2 separate regions of the Hordeum vulgare genome follow, and region 1 is linked to region 2. A link is a contact called in public Hi-C data. All regions are on one chromosome and are shown on one strand. Each heading gives the region's core, a stretch centred on a gene start, on an enhancer-like site or on the middle of the called end of the contact. The rest is flanking DNA. Distances are from core to core; before and after follow the strand shown. Region 1 holds the start of LOC123451758 (protein FAM135B-like). Region 2 has its middle 650 kb from the start of LOC123395566.

What was found. Hi-C and Micro-C count contacts between places; a contact is called where the count stands out from the background.
Region 1: a contact with region 2 is called in a Hi-C map of seedling, with 2.4 times the contacts expected there. The contact joins the promoter of LOC123451758 here to the enhancer-like site in region 2. A contact is called at or near these places in 2 of 6 Hi-C or Micro-C datasets (leaf and seedling) and 1 of 1 datasets of contacts at active chromatin or transcription factors (embryo).

The regions. Positions count from the first base shown.
Region 1 is chr5H:261,229,037-261,231,736 of MorexV3_pseudomolecules_assembly, reverse strand. LOC123451758 (protein FAM135B-like) reads right to left here and starts at 1,361. Exons shown (of 14, transcript XM_045128289.1): 1 at 628-1,361; 2 at 88-179. The coding sequence starts at 851.
Region 2 is chr5H:260,440,611-260,443,310 of MorexV3_pseudomolecules_assembly, reverse strand. No RefSeq gene overlaps it. Among protein-coding and RNA genes, the nearest start is that of LOC123395566, 650 kb to the right of the region's middle. Within about 2 kb of position 1,255, at least 3 of the 3 cell types and tissues checked have open chromatin away from gene starts, as enhancers often do. A contact at or near this core is called in leaf and seedling, where this site is marked.

The sequences.
Region 1 (2,700 bases), core at 112-2,611, 790 kb before region 2:
TATTTCCTTGAAATCATGTGAAAATAACAGAAGCACTGAAGCAGGCGATCACATCATACTGTCCCTCGTTAGAAGAGATGGACGCACCTTCGTACTGGACTACCCTTGCGGGTGAAGCTGGTGTCTTGCTACCGCTTTCACCCTCCTCCCACATTGCACTAATCTTCATCTGGTACCATCTGCACATAACCCAATACTCGTTTCACAACGAAGAACAGCACTCCCTAGTTGACATAAAATATAAAAATTTCGGAGATCCAGAAATATGGAGACAAAGATCTGCATGCCGTCTCGCAGCGCAAAAATGTGTATGGACAAACTCAGAACTGCCAGTACGAGGGGGGGGGGGGGGGGGGGGGGAGGTCTGACTCGCAAAAAAGAAAAAAGAAAAACCGAATTAACACGAAATGCTCCAACAAACCAAAACTATTGACTAAGTTTGTACCGAAACTTTGTATTGGCTTTTTTACATGTCACAAAAAAATGAAACTTTTTAACTCAAACCACTTGGAACTTTAGTATAGTCAAAAAAGAGAATAGTGAAACTAAACCCAAGAAGAAGAAAAAAGACATCCACGGAAAAGAAAAGACCAAAAGCAAGCATCTCCACGAGACACGGCTCCATACCCTTGCTGGAAGAGATCGAGGTTGTGGAAGCGGTGGATGTAGACGGCCACCTCGTGCACCGTCTCCATAACGTCCGGCGGGCGGAAGCAGATGGCCCTCTTGGCCCCCGGCCCCGCGGCGGCGTTGTGCACGCGGCCGGACGCCGGCGAAACCCTCCTGGTGGCTCCACGCGGGCTGCCCTGGTCAACGGCGCCGCCGACGAGGCACTTCATGCGGCCGAACATGGCCGCCCCGCCCGCCCCGATCCGCGCATCACTTGGCCGATCCCTGGGCTAGCGAGCTCTAGGGTTGGGGCTTGGGACCCCGCGGGAGTAGGACGCAGGGGAGGCCAAACGCGTTGGCGGGGGAGAAGGAGAGGGCGGCGGCGTAGCACGTCAGTGGGCTTGGCTAGTTGGCAGATCGGGAAGGAATGATGGGAGGTAGGAGTAGTTGGTTAATGGCGGCGGCGGCGGCGGCGCGAGTTTGGCACGTGGGGCCTGGGCGGCGGCGTAGAGGCCGGGCGGTGGGGCCCGGTCGCCGGAGGGTCCGGAGATCGGAGGCGGAGTAGTGGGAGAAGGAGGCGGCGGTAGAGCTGGTGAGAAAGAGCCAAAGAGGAGGAGGGTGAAGGGGGAGAGAAAGGTTGGAAGGGGATTTTTAATGGCTGGCTCGTGTCACAGACATGTGGCGGCCGAGTTGCAAGTGAGCGCGGCTCGATGGAGCTGTTTGAGGGGAACGGCGGGCACGGTCGTGTAGGGTGCACGTGGAGTCGGAGGAGTGGAGGAGACAATTTTATGGCCGTAACTCTACCGGGTACACAAGCAGGTAGCAGGTCGTTAGGGTTGGCGGTCCCACCTGTAGGCATCTTGAGTTTTTTTAGCCATCTTCGAGTTAGAGCATCTCCAACGGCAGTCGTTGGTATAAATGTCCACATCAACAGCCAACAGCACATCATATATGCTTTTCAATGTACTATATGTTAACCGTATATAAAATAACTAAACGAGTTCACAAAATGTTGAAGAAATGATCATGTTTGCCTCGGAGCTTGTTCCTGAACCGTTGCTTCAAGTTCATACGATTGCATTCTCTCTCTTCTTTCATTATATGACATGTCATTAAAAGCGTCTATGTGACAATTTTACCAACGATGATCATACGACTATTGGAGATGCCCTTAGTTGGTACTAGTACTAGTTTCTTCACAAAAAAAGTTAGTTAAAGTTCTAATGTATCTTTGAAATTAGGCGGGTCCATCATCCGCACGCGGCTGCTTTGTCGCACTAGGGTTAGGGTTCTCTCATTGGGGGTGGTGTTTTCTCCGGTGGTTCTCGGGGTGGCGATGGCACTGATCAGCGACGCTTTCACTCTCCTATGACGAGCCTATGGCAAAGTGATCGGGGAGAGGAGTGGCTACTGCAAAGGAGATGACCATTCCATGAGCAGAAGCGACAACGGGCGCGACAAGGAGGAAATCTTCAATATCTCTCGCAGACCGCAAGACTTCTAGGGAGGCCTCCAGCCCCTCGACTAAGCTAGGCGAGTTGATCGTGATGAAGAAAGAACATCACGGTTTCGGATCCGTCTCTAGAACAAGTTAGTGTTGCAAGATGGTCTATGATGGGCAAGGTGTACTCGACGAGGCTGCTCAATAACCGTCCTCTCGAGAGGACGATGCAAAAGGTTAGGGGCTTACATAGGGAAGAACAATTCAAGGATAATAAAAGGAATATATCCGTGGTCACGTGCGGGGGTGAAGGTGATTGGAGGCCTTCGTTGAACAATTGACCATGCAATGGGCCTCAAAGATTATGAAGGGAACGTACGTCCTTCGAAGATGGTTTCATGTGGTGGAATTTTTACCTATTTTTGGGCCAGCCCAAGGTACAATTTTAGAAATTCCTAATAAATCCTAGAGGCCCACGCAGGCCTTTTGTGCAAGGCAAGAGGTGGAAAAGTTTAGTCCCACATTGCTAGTTTAGTGGGATTTGGACCTCCTTATAAGGGAGAATGTTTCCACACATGTATAAGCACAGATCTGGCCAAACGGGCCGGGTAAATGGGTCGGCCCGACAGCCCGCGTGGCTGGCACGACAC
Region 2 (2,700 bases), core at 6-2,505:
TTGTGCGTAAGTTATCAGATATGTGTTGTCGTATATTATCATACTATTTAAGCAGAAGTTACCTCTCTTCAACAACTTTTTTCCCGGGCCAATAGTTACCACGGTGTTTGATCAGAAATTACCACCCATGTGGTGTGTATATTACCATGGTATTTACTCCATAAGTTATGGGTGTGTGTATTCAAAAACTTTATCTCTGAGATGAAAAATATCTTGGTGTTTATACGTGACTTATCAGATTTGCCTTGCCCATATTAGCAAGTTTAGTATAAAAAGCATGGTAACTGTAGGATGTAAATGCATGATGACTTTAGCATGATCATCGTGATAATTATAGCTTGGACGACCTGAAAACTTTATCATGAGTGGTCTAATAAATACAACGACCATCATGGTGGAAAAACGTCTCTTCTCACTTGTTTGTTTAGCATGCAAAAGAGCCGCTCCATTACCCCATCTCCCCAATGTGATGTAATGTGAAATCATCAAAGTTTTCACTAAAAACTCCTTGATTTGATGGCATAAATACACTCGTCACAAGATCCAAACCCCCTTCAAATTTTAAATCTTGAACAATAAGTGAAACTAACCCAGGTTGTTGCATAGTCACGTACTCAACCATCATGTTACTGGTTCGTGTATCACGAACTCACTATCTTGAATAAAAGCCTCATATTCCAAAGGCTGAGCAATAATAACAGCAACAAAGTCGTGGCGAGTTGGCTAGTGTGTTCTGTACATACCATGAGGTTGGGGTTCGACTCCCTTCCGTGCCAGTTTCTTTCTCTCACGCAAGGTATCGGTTTAGTTGGATCCGGATTTTAAACCAAAACATTTCAATTTTACAAATTCCCAATAAATAAATTGTAGTAAGGTATTTTTGGTTTTGTAATATAATTAAAGTAGACCTCGGGCCATAGTATTTACTAGAAGCTTATCTTTCGTAAGCATGCCATATGGTGGGTGGACAAGTTATTTTTGGGCAATTGATAAAAAAGTGCATAGTTATAACGTTATTCATTGCATGATCAATTATATGCATTCCGTCCATGATCAATTATATATTTGTCCAAGTCTGTTTGCTTCTCTTATGGTTTTGCTCTTCTGTCACATTTCTGTCCAGTTACTGCCATTTGACCGTGTGCTCATCGTCTATGGACTTTTCACTGGACTATTTTGCCCCTGCTTCCCCACTACCTCACATGACACTCTGAAGTGGGACCAATCACCCTTCTCGGCCAGTCAAACCCTAGCCCAATATCCCCTTCCCCATCTCTCAAATATTATCCCTTTATTCCACCCTAACTCCTCCTCCCGAGCCCGAGCCTCAATCCTGTCTCGATTGGAAGATGCCATCGCCGCCGTTTGACGTGGCCGGAGCAGCATCGGACCACTCCCTCCTCTTCCCCGTTTCTTTTATCCTCCTTCCCTTTTACTTCTCTCTAATCCCTTTCCCTCTCTCTGTTTCACGTGCCTGCAGATTGAGCCATGGATGCCAAATGCCATGAAACCGACCTCTTGCCCGTGGATCTCATCAGCTCATTCTTGTCGAACATAGCTGATGTTTCTTCTCTCCCTCCATATGAACGGCTACTGGTACTCCCCGTATCCACCACTGCATGCCGCCGTCTAGCAAAGGAGGCTCGGCAGGATGTCGGCACCGCCCAAATTTTGTGTTACCATGGCCAGGAGGAACGCAGACGTAGCCTTCCTCCGCCTCCCTGTCATGGCCGCCAAAGGCCGCGCTGCACATGCTAGCCTCCGCAGCTGTCGCTCCGTCGCCTATGCTCTGCCATCAGCAGCAGCAAGATCGGGCGCCATGAGCCCCAGATCCAGCTCTGCTCCACCATGGTACCTCACTACCCGATCTCCATTTTCTAGTGGATTTGACGAGATGTGCCATGGAATTGTCACCAATGGCGTCAGCAAGCTCATCCTCCTTCTCTGCTCTAATGAGGTGGATTTGGTGAGCTCTAACGAGCTCATCCTCATCTCCTTAGACGAGGTTGATTTGGTGATCTCCCATGAGCTCATCATCCTTTTGTCCTCTGACGAGGTTGATTTGGTGAGCTCCGATGATCTCATCCTTCTTCTCTCTTCTGACGATGAGGATTTAGTAACCTCCGCCTATGAATACTTTAGCTCTGGCAAGCTCATCCTCATACTACAGAGGGCATACTCTAATCGTTGACGCACTATAAATTTTTTAACACTTGACCCAATGTAATTAGCTAGTATATTTATCTAGAAACTCTTTACTAATTATTAGTTATATTCAAGATGATAACAACATTAAGTGCTGATTTGTGTTACTTTTGTTTTAGTTAGTTCACGGTGTGTATATTACTGCATGAAAAAGTTATGCAAAATTACTGTGATGTGTAGAACATGGCATATTTGGTCAGTTGTGGGTCCCACATGATAGTTGCAAGAGAGAGGGATGGTTTTGTTAGTGATGGGTCCCACTTAGCAGTGTCCCTCAAGAGATTGAGGAAGCAGGGACAAAATGGTCTACCAAAATGTCTATATATGGTCAACACATGGTCAAACGACACTAACTGGACGAAAACGTTATGGAAGGGCAAAACCATAAGAGAAGGAAATGGACTTGGACAAAAATGAGGTTTTCTAGAACTAGGAGCAAACATGTCGAGTGGGACACAACTAGGGGTATAAAATCAATTCTCCCCTTTATAATTA